4 separate regions of the Mus musculus genome follow, and regions 2, 3 and 4 are each linked to region 1. A link is a contact called in public promoter capture Hi-C data. All regions are on one chromosome and are shown on one strand. The core of a region is the stretch at or near the end of the contact, and the rest is flanking DNA. Distances in the headings are between cores, read along the strand shown.

What was found. Promoter capture Hi-C pulls out the DNA fragments that hold promoters and counts their contacts.
Region 2: a contact with region 1 is called in a promoter capture Hi-C map of hippocampal neurons, with 2.7 times the contacts expected there. The contact joins the promoter of Slc22a23 here to the promoter of 1700011B04Rik in region 1. A contact is called at or near these places in 4 of 39 promoter capture datasets (the HPC-7 cell line, hippocampal neurons, liver and 1 more).
Region 3: a promoter capture Hi-C map of embryonic stem cells shows a contact between it and region 1, with 3 times the contacts expected there. The contact joins the promoter of Ppp1r3g here to the promoter of 1700011B04Rik in region 1. A contact is called at or near these places in 1 of 39 promoter capture datasets (embryonic stem cells), 1 of 484 Hi-C or Micro-C datasets (macrophages) and 1 of 115 datasets of contacts at active chromatin or transcription factors (embryonic stem cells).
Region 4: a contact with region 1 is called in a promoter capture Hi-C map of liver, with 5 times the contacts expected there. The contact joins the promoter of Rpp40 here to the promoter of 1700011B04Rik in region 1. A contact is called at or near these places in 24 of 39 promoter capture datasets (the 3T3-L1 cell line, 3T3-L1-derived adipocytes, the HPC-7 cell line and 14 more), 2 of 484 Hi-C or Micro-C datasets (CD4 T cells and bone marrow-derived macrophages), 6 of 115 datasets of contacts at active chromatin or transcription factors (bone marrow-derived macrophages, embryonic stem cells, large pre-B cells and 1 more) and 2 of 9 other capture datasets (liver and macrophages).

What each region holds. Positions count from the first base shown.
Region 1 is chr13:35,180,339-35,182,934 of GRCm38.p6, reverse strand. It overlaps 1700011B04Rik (RIKEN cDNA 1700011B04 gene), which reads right to left and starts at 1,312. Exons shown (of 3, transcript NR_045616.1): 1 at 1,240-1,312.
Region 2 is chr13:34,343,917-34,346,512 of GRCm38.p6, reverse strand. It overlaps Slc22a23 (solute carrier family 22, member 23), which reads left to right and starts at 1,295. Exons shown (of 10, transcript NM_001382849.1): 1 at 1,295-2,354. The coding sequence starts at 1,716.
Region 3 is chr13:35,966,607-35,969,202 of GRCm38.p6, reverse strand. Ppp1r3g (protein phosphatase 1, regulatory subunit 3G) reads right to left here and starts at 1,297. Exons shown (of 2, transcript NM_029628.1): 1 at 1,221-1,297; 2 at 1-1,045. The coding sequence starts at 604.
Region 4 is chr13:35,905,043-35,907,638 of GRCm38.p6, reverse strand. It overlaps Rpp40 (ribonuclease P 40 subunit), which reads left to right and starts at 1,292. Exons shown (of 8, transcript NM_145938.4): 1 at 1,292-1,435. The coding sequence starts at 1,313.

The DNA of each region.
Region 1 (2,596 bases), core at 63-2,562:
ATTTCAACCATATTCACCTGTACACTTTTATACTCCATCTCCTCTCAGACCCCTCACAACTTCTCAATTAATGTCTTCTCTTTGCACATAATCCACTTAGGGGCTAGAGAGATGGCTCAGCAGTTAAGAGCTTTGCTACTCTGGCAGAGGACCAAGATTTGTTTCCCAGCCCCTACATAGCAGCTCACAACAACCTATAACTCCAGTTCAAGAGGATCCAAAGCTCTTTTCTGGCTTCTTTTGGATTTCAAACACATACATGGCACACAAACATACACACAAGAAAAACACTCATATACATAAAAATATAAATAAGTAAATATATAAATACTCCACTGAATTCTGTTAGTGTTTCCCATATACACATGGGTGTGTGCCATCAGTTAGAGCACAGACAGCATGTGGGGAACCAAATCCCCAAAGTAAACAAATTCTCCCTTCCTTAGCAACCTTCAACTCCCAATAGCTCCTTATAGGAGGAATAGGGACTTGTGTGCCCCTCCCCATTCCATGCTGAACTGTTGACTGGATTGTTCTCATGCAGGTATTGTGCAGGCAACACACAGGTGCTTCGAGTTCATGACTGCAGCTGTCATGTCCAGAAGATACTGTTTCATCTCAGTCTATCCTACCCTCTGGCTCTTACAGTCTTTCTGCCCTGTGTTCTGCAATGTTCCCTGAGCCTTGTAGGGGAGGTATATTACATAGTTCCATTTAGAGCTGAGCAATTTACAAAGACTGTCCTCCGCACTTTGACTTGTTATGAGTCTTTGTATTCGCTACCATCCACTGCAGAAGGTACTACTCTAATGACTGAGAGACGTACTAATCTTTGAGAACCAAGATTTGTATTTTGACCCTATGTCCATTTAACATAAAGAGAAAGGTAGTAGGGTTTATATTTGGAAGGTTTGGGCTCCCCGGTCATGGGTTCTTGGCCCAATTACAATATCAGGCTTGAGAGTCCTCCTGTGGAGTGGGCCTTAAATCCAGTCAGAAAAAGTAGACTATCCCCATAGCATTTGTGCCGCTGATGAACTCATGAGCATATCTCCAGGTCAGCCGTTGTTGTAGCTCATAGGGTTCACAACTGGATAAAAATGGCCCTGGTCTTCTTCCTTTTCCCCCAAGACATGATATCCTTACAGAACAGATTGATCCCAAACTTGAATTCCTCCTGCCTTAGCCTACCAAGTGCTGGGGTTATTGGTGTACACCACAATACCTAGATATGCTCACCTTATTATTCAAAATTCCTTTAATTTTAGAATAAAATTTTCCAACAATATTTTTCTTTGTCTCACCCGCAACTTCAGACAAAGGCATTTAGAATTCAGGTGTGAGCCATGTACCTGTGATGTAATGGATTCCATGAATCACATGTAATGTTCCAAGAGGAAGGTGAGAACAGAGATGCTTTGTCCCAATTTGGCGCTTTGTTGTCATGCAACAAGCTCAAAATAATGGCCATTGGATTACCTCTTGATTTTATTTCCTGGTATTCAACTTTTGTGAGGGGAACAAGCTTTGTTAAAGAGTACTCCACCCTCTTTCCACTACTATTCAAGTATTAAATTTAACACAGTTAAGACTAAGGTTTCTGGGACCTGGGACAGGATCATAATTATTGATTTCATCCATTGGAGAGGGCTCTTTCCTGCTGGTATTCTTGGCTCCTCTTTGCCAATAAAACAGAAAGTGAGAAATATGTATGTGCTCATCATGTGCTTTATACAAAGCCTTTGTGCATAGTGTTCTAGGAAACAGGAAACTTGTATAATACTATGTGCAAGGAAATTCATATGTCACATTGTTAAATACCACCCCACGTCTAGTATTTTCCAGTGTGCAGACTGAAGATCTGAATTGTGAGTGAAGTTAAAGTCTTCCTTTCAACTTGTGTGGTTAGGTATTTGTCACTGTGATGATAAATTGACCAGCACAGTCTATGTGCTATTCTCAAAGTAGCTAGCTTAAGTGGAGATAGTCTAGAATTTTGTAACCTCAGTGTGGATATAAAGAAACAAAATTTCTTACCAGTAGCTTATGTATCGGTTATGGCTGATGTGAAGTTTATTGCTCTAAATAAAATGTATAATTAAAACTAACAATCTTTTTTAGTCAGAGCTACAATAAGATTAAAATTTACACAGTTGCTCCAATTGTGCGTATATGCTACAGTACTTGTCTAACATTATAGCTTTTTACAACTAAACCAGACACATCTTATAAGATACTAACAATAAAAAGGGAAGAGTGCAAATAATGCTAGAATTATTTTAGACATAATGCAGTTTTACAAATCTCCCAGATCTCAAATCTTATGTATCTGTTAGGAACTTGACCATAAGAGTGAGGGCAGGAGTATCCAGTTTTACCTAACGGCTACTGACAGCACCAACTGCTTCATAATACTAGGGCAATAATAAAAAACACACTGTGTCATGAGCATTTAAAAAATACTACCTGTCATTTCTCTTCTCTCCAAAGCTTCTTCATAGTTCCTGAAAACTCCGCAGTCCCCTTGCCTCTGAGCCTGGTGCTTGCTGTGTGCAGGACCTCCACTGTTCTTCTATCAGCCAAATGAGTTTAGATG
Region 2 (2,596 bases), core at 46-2,545, 840 kb after region 1:
TATCTAATCTCCCCTTCCCAGCCACTCAGGAAAATTCACAGTTGGGTTCCCCAAAGTCCAGCTCTCTGGCAGTCTTCAGAAATAGTTCTCTCCACGTGTCAGAATTTCAGCAGTAAGTACATGTTGACTGGAACATTGAGCTGCATGCTTAAAAAAAAAAAGTCTCCCACTAAATTATACAACATGCAGCTGAGAAAATAACGGAGATGCTTAAAGAACGCATTCCATACATGTACTCGCAGGATATGCTTTTGGGAAAAGAACGCGAGCTTCCTTCCCCTGTGCTAAATAAGACTAGAGATAGATTGCTCCATTTAAGATTTCCATTAATTCCATTAATAAACTTCTCAGAATATGAAATGTCTCGAGAATGTAGTGAGGCTAAGATGAAAGCCGCATAATTCTCACTGGTGTCAGGCCTGGCACGCAGGAGAAGATATGCTAATGCGGCCGTTTGCCGCAGGGCTGGTGTTATTTATATAGTGCTAGCTGGGCAAGGCTGGCTCTGGAGTCTGGAGTGCCAAGAGCATTTGGATCTCCTGTGAGGTGTAGATGTGTGCGCGCCTGTGCGCAGAGCATAGGAATTGTGATTCCGAGACCTTGGGGAGGGGGTGGGGCAGGCCGCCCTCATTCACGTTTGTATCGAGTGTGTGGCTTCTGTTGAAGGTCTAGCCTTCTAGAGTTGTGTTTATTTGACATTCATTCTGGAGCACAGAAAGAAATGGCGATTTGGGGCGGGTGCTGCAGTAGGTCGTGTGTGACCCAGCGTTGTAAGGGGCTGTCATCCTAAAATTGGCAAACATGCCTCCTTGCCCCAGCTCCGTGACCATAAAAAGCTGCCTTATTTGAGTCTGGAAGAAGAACAGAAGGTTGTTCTGGAAGACAGGCAACCCTTGGGCTCAAGACCAGGAGTGGGGTGCCAGCCGCCAGGCACCTCGGAAACGAACAGAGGTCACGGAGAGCCGGTGTGCCCGGGGCGAGGTCCCTTGCGGCTGTGGGACTTGAGACTGGCAGACGACACTGTCCTCTCACTCCCAGCCAGTGCAGACTCCTTGGTGACCCCCGTCCCCCGCGCCCAGAGACCACCAGGGATCTTGCAGCGGCCCGGGTGTCCCTCTCCCCGCCCCTGCGTCTGTCCGGGCGGTGGCGACACGGCCCGGCTGGAGGGGGCGCTCGTGCGCAGGAGCGGCGCAGCAGGTGCCGCGGTTACCTCCACCTCGGCGGGGGGAGAGGGGGCGGGCCGGGGCGGGAGGCGGAGGCCGGCTCGGTGAGCCGAGAGCGCGGCCGGCTCCGCAGGCTGGCTGCGAGCTTGCGGCTTCCGGGAGCGCCCGAAGTCCGTGGAGGATCTCCCAACCCGCGGCCGCCGGCGGCCCCAGCACAACGCGCACCGGTGCCCGCAGGGCCCCGAGTCGCGACAAGGGCGCGGGTCCGGCTCCTCCTCCTCCCCGGCCGGCGCGCATCAGCGGAGAGCCTCGTAGCTAGGCGGGCGCCCGGGCCGCGGCGCGGATGAGCCGCGGCGGCTGAGGACTCGAACGGTTTCTGCCCGGCGCCCAGGGCACGGGGGTGCGCGGGTGACATGGGGGTGGCCTGACTCGCCGGGCCCGGAGCACTCTCTCCGGCCGCGGGCCCTCCTCCTCGGCGGCGGCGCTGTGCCCGGGCGCCCGCCGAGCTCCGCCGCGCTCTATGCGCCTCTGCGGGAGCCGCGGGCCCTGGCCATGGCGATAGACCGGCGGCGTGAGGCGGCGGGTAGTGGTGCCGGGCGGCAGCCGGCCCCGGCGGAGGAGAACGGCTCCCTGCCGCCCGGGGACGCGGCGGCCTCGGCGCCCCTCGGAGGGCGCGCGGGCTCCGGCAGCAGCGCGGAGATCCAGCCACTGCCTGCGCTGCACCCCAGCGGCGGCCCGCACTCGAGCTGCTGCGCGGCGACAGCCGCCCCGAGCCTCCTGTTGCTGGACTACGATGGCTCCGTGCTGCCCTTCCTCGGGGGCCTGGGCGGCGGCTACCAGAAGACCCTGGTGGTGCTCACCTGGATCCCGGCACTGTTCATTGGCTTCAGCCAGTTCTCGGACTCCTTCCTTCTGGACCAGCCCGATTTCTGGTGCCGCGGGGCCGGCAAAGGCACCGAGCTGGCGGGTGCCACTGTCACCGGCCGATGGGGTGACATGGGCAATTGGACCAGCCCCTCGGCCACCCCCTTCTCCACTGCCTCCTGGGGGACCACGAGCAACCGAAGCAACAGCAGCGACACACCACCCCTCCCATCCCCTCCAGGCAAGGGGAACAACGACTCAAATTGCGACTGCCACGCGTGGGACTACGGCATCCGCACTGGTCTCATCCAAAACGTGGTCAGCAAGGTAAGGGCCACGACCGCCGCGTCCCCGCGTTCTTCTTGTGAACCTTTTTCTTCTGACCTCGGTCGCCTCTGCTCTGTGCTCCATCTCTCATTCTCTGCAGACTTAGGTCCAAACCTACCCAGTTGAGGAACCCAAAATGTTAGCCTGTGTACGCACAACCCCGCATTGACTGGGCTCCCGGCTGTCCCTCAAAGGAGATGCTCTTACTTGGATGTGAAGCCAAGGCTTTTTTGCCGCCCTCT
Region 3 (2,596 bases), core at 48-2,547, 790 kb before region 1:
GCTCCTCCGCAGCGCGCAGCTCCGGGAGCTGGAAGTGGGGTCGGAGCCGGGCGCAGGGTACCAAGAGAGGATCAGGCATCGTTGCCACTGCCAGCAGCCCCCCGAGCTGCTGCAGGTCCTCGGCGCGCAGCGGGAAGCTGTGGAGACGGGAAAGTACGGCCGGGGGCACCTGAGGCTCCTCGGCCTCGCTGAAGTGCTTCACGCTGGCCAGGCTCAGTCCCAGGGAGTCGGCGAACTGCACGCGCTTCTTACACTTGGAGCAGCAGTCCCCAGCCGGCGCGCCACCCTCTGAGCTGGGCTGTCCCGCCTGCTGCCTCTGCTGCAGGAGCTTGGCCGCCTGCAGGATGGGGTCTGCGGGCAAAGAGAAGGAGCGCGCACGAGAGCGGCGATATTCCTGTAGCTCCTCCTGTTCCGGGAGAGCTGCCCCTTTCTGCGGCGACAGGGGCCGGTCCTGGAGCTGAGCATCAGGGATCGGGGTCTCAGAGGTGCCACTCTCCACGCAAAGGACCTCGGGGACCGACAGTTCCTCCGCGGATTGAGGGTCTCCGGAAGACGTAGAGCTGGACGCCTCGGATCTGTGTAGCTGTTCTCCCGAGGGATCCATGACAGTGTCCGATCCGGCCCCGGGTTTCGTCCTGCGGGAACCGCGGAGAGTCCTCTGGAAACTTTTATCTACTCCCGCAGCAGAAGGAGCGCATAGTGTCGGCTGGGCTTGCCTACCCTGGCAGAAAGCGGATTCGGCCTGGAACCTCCAGCTTTTAGCTGCTGCTGCCCGGGACCAAGAGGGAGGAGGATGCTGGCCTGCGGCTAGCTCCCAAGGGGAGGGCCAAGACAGGGAGGCGCGACAGCCAGAACACCTGAGAGCTACGTCCGTAGTGGAGACTAGGATTTCTGAAGGTCGTAGGCTAGCCGATAGCTTTGATCCACCCCGCGGCTGCTATGCGCGTCTGTATCCTCTGGGGTAGCTCTCAACTTTCAGAACTAGACAAAGTTTTCCAGCCTGTGAAGTTATTCTTCCGGAGGAGACGTCCTGGCTGTCACTGGCCTAGGGAATCCGCGATACAAGAATGTCATTAAGGCAAGCAATCGAGCGAAGTGCATCCCTTCCCTTTCATCCTGTATCCCCGAAACCGCTCGAGTCCCAGGTCGCATCTGTGTAGTTGTGCCCCTCAGTGGTTCTAAAAGCTGGAAGGCCGAAGCTACAGCTTCCACCTACTTACCTGGTGACCTTGCTGCTGCGCTTGAGCAGGGGACAGAGCAGGAACCCACCGGGAGCTCACTAGGCAGGCAGACAAGAGCACCCGGTGGCCATTGGCGCCTAGCACTAGAGCACGTCAAGGTCCTCCCGCCCCACCCCCACCCCCCTGTCCTCAAAGAAGAGGGCTGGCACCTCCCTCCATGGCTAAGCGCCTTCCTTCAGACTTGAAGGCATTCATTCCCCCCTCTCGCTTAGCCTGCGCCTGGCCTGCAACTGCCACCTCTCCTCCGCAAGGATCCCAGACCCTCTAAGGCTCAGTCAGGCCTTCTGGGGGTTGCCGGTCAAAACCCAATTGCCAGAAGACTAATGGAAGAACATCTCACTATATCCTGGCACTGGATACTTCCTTAAGTGTTGTATTGTGCCTTTGCCTTCCAGCTAACTTTGCCTTGATCAAGCTTCAACTGATAACTTCATCACCAAATGTCATGCCCACCTCCCATTCCCCCACCCCACCCCTCATATCTGATTCAGGGTGTCCCAGGCAGTTCTGAGAGAATTTCTAACAGGGAGATGCTGAGGACAGGCTCTGGGGACCACCGTTTAGGAGTGACTAACTGCCTCACCATGGCTGTGTGTATACTTACTTACACAAAAAAATTGGGGTTTTAGAAATATTGGTCCACAAATCAAGGAACAAAAAGCAAAGCTAATTTTCCCAGGCTTTTAAACTGGGCACGGTATAGCAGAATTTAAGGAGTCATCAATAGTTACTGATTTTAGTATCTATTGAGGACTCACAGGCTGCTCATCCCTCCCCAAGGCTGAGGGCCCCTCCCATGTGATCTTATGTGCACAAAACTTCATCACTCCAACTCAATGTAGCACACAAAGGATGGGAACATCTGTTCAGGTCCCAGAGCTGAGCTAAGGTCAGGTTTGACCCCAGGAAGTTGGAAAATTATTTTTATGGCCAAAGACCCTGAGCTAGAGAGGAATTTTTAGGAACAGGCCCCTCAGTCCCTTGGCTGGGACTTTCTAGTCATTAAGTGTCCAGTACAGTGTCCATATCTACATACTGAATCTGACAGTATGGGACTCCCAATCCAGATCTACCTAGAGTGCCCCCACCTCCAGCATCTACAAAATCTACAGCACAGGACACTTTTTTTTTAACGTGTAGATAGACATTGATATATTGTGATAATAAGTATAATGTTCACAAACTAGTTTGTTTCTTTGATTTTTTGAGACAGGGTTTTTCTGTGTATAGGGCTGGCTATCTTGGAATTCACTCTGTAGTCCATGCTGGCCTCAAACTCACAGAGATCTGCCTGCCTCTGCCTGAGATTAAAGGCGCACACCACCCCTGCCCAGCCTCAGACTAGTTTAAAAATG
Region 4 (2,596 bases), core at 43-2,542, 720 kb before region 1:
GCAACAGGAGTCCTCCAAAAACAAAATCAATTATCCCAGAGTGGTGGTTCACATCTTAAATCCCAGCACTCAGGAGGCAGAGGCAGGTAGATCTCTTTGAGTTTGAGACCAGCCTGGTCTATATATTGAGTCTGAGGCCAGCCAGGATATATAATGAGACCCTGTCTCAAGACAAAATAACTTAACACCTGGATTCAATGATACTGAAATAGGTAAAATTCTGGGTGATTTCAGAAGTTTCCTAGTAAAAATACTTTAAGACCTCAAAAAAGATTGAAGCAAAAAGATTAATTCAATCTTCCCTAAGGAAGGACCTGGAAAGTCTGCTGTGCACACACGTGCACGTGCGCACGCATGTGTGTGCACACACAGAGAGTAAAATAGATGAGAAAAATCAACAATATGGCTTTTAAGAATTAGCTATGGGGGCTGGAGAAATGGATCATTGGTTAAGAGCACTGACTGCTCTTCCAGAGGTCCTGAGTTCAATTCCTAGCAACCACATGGTGGCTCACAACCATCCATAATAGAATCCAATGCCCTCTTCTGGTGTGTCTGAAGATAGCAACAGTGTACATGGAAGTACAATTCAGCAAAGAAACTGAGATTTGGAGTAAAATCACAAAATAGTAATGTTGGAAATGAAAAAAATAAATTAAATAATTAAAAACAAAGCAAAGAAGTTCTGTTGGAAGTAAAAATGCAGAAATGTCATATTATATTCCTCTGTAATTTCCTATACTTTTTGGGAAGGATCAGTGGGAACTTAGGGGCCTGCGGGTGGGTGAGCATTAGGAACGAGACCATATGAGGAGTCAGGAAAACAGTGCTGCAAAGCAGATGTATTTCCTGACTATACTAGGCTTTTCCTCTGTCCTATCTTCCTCCTTTTTATAAGGTGTCAGGGTCCAGTCCTTCTCTGAGTCCTGTCCAGGTATATGCACTGTTCCTCCACGGAGAAACTGTGGGATAGAATGGATGTGCCAGGTTTTTTCTTTCTTTCTTTCTTTCTTTTTTAAGATGCGGATGGTTGTGAGCCAACATGTGGTTGCTGGGATTTGAACTCAGGACTTTTGGAAGAGCAGTCAATGCTCTTACCCGCTGAGCCATCTCACCAGCCCCATGCCAGGTTCTTGAGAACCTTCAGACCCAGTGCCTGCAGGAACTGACAGACAGGGAAAGAAAGAAGGGTTAGGGCGTGGTGGAGGGAGGGGTGTAGTCAGAAAGGGGCGAATGGTGGGGTGAGGGGCGGGCCGAGGGGCGGGCCGGGAGGCGGGCCAAGAGGCGGTGCTCGCCTGGACTCCTGCTTAACATGGCCACGCTGCGCAGGCTGCAAGAGGCGCCTCGGCACTTACTGGTCTGTGAGAAATCCAACTTCGGCCACGATAAGTCTCGCCATAAGCATCTCGTGGAGACGCACTATCATAATTACAGGGTGAGTCAGGTCCACCCGGCCCTCTTAGGCTGGAGAGCTTTAAGGTAGAACCACGCCGGGTTTCACCCGGCCAGACCTCCTCGGCTTGCGAGGGTGGGCGGAGATCGTCCTCGGGCATGCTGGGAACTATAGTCTCTTCAAGTTTCTTAACTGCTTTTCTTGGCGCTGTGTAGGACTACAATTCCCAGCATGCGCCAAACACAGGGCGGTGCTCGGTCCTATGAGGAACAGCAGAGTTTTTGTGAGTTTGGCGTGGTTACTGCGGTGTTCAGGATTAAATCCTCTCGGTGTTGGGTCGAGCAGGCAGTGGAGGAGTTAGGAATGTAACCTGCACGGTCGGAGTGTGACCTGTACAACATGTAGCCGAATTACACCCTAAGTTTGGGCAGATCTCTGTGGATCAGCTTGTGACTCTTTCCAAAGCATCACGCGGTTTGACAAACGAGGAACTCCAAATAAACTTACCTTACGATGATAAGGGTTTAAGCATTTTACATCTTAAATATTGGCCTGATGGATTTCTCAGATAGATTAGCTGGCGTCCTTGTCCCTCAAGGCTGGTTGTTGGGGCTTTGCGAAACGGACTTTAGATGTTCACTTGGGGATCATTTGAAATCCGCGCGGATTTTGCATCTCTTCGGTTGAAAGGCCATCCCTGCGGTCAGGGATGTATCGCTTATCTCAACTGGTCTCACCTAGGTTTGTCTAGGAAATGGAAGCTTCCAGGAGCACTTTTGCTTCTATGTAGCTTCTTACTAATTAAATGTCCCTAAATCCCAGGAGGAGTTCCTTTGATTTCATGACTCCAGAATAAGCAAATCAAGGCATGTTGAATTATATATACTCTATTTCCTTGACTATAAAGTGTGAAAGACATAACATATATTGCTTGTATGCAAAAATAAGATTCAAGTAAGACTTCCATTGCAATGTCATGCCTCACATTGAAATGCAGAAAGGAAAAACTTGAGTAGTCAGATATCTGTTTACTTGAAATTAATAGAATTGTTGCCTAGTAGGTTGATGGTGATGCACACCTTTAAACCCAGGCAGAGGTGGGTAAATCTCTGAGTGCAAGGCTAACCTGATAAACAGAGCAAGTTCCAGGACAGCCAGGGCTACATGGAGAAACCCTGTCTCAGGGGTAGGTGGTGGTGGCTG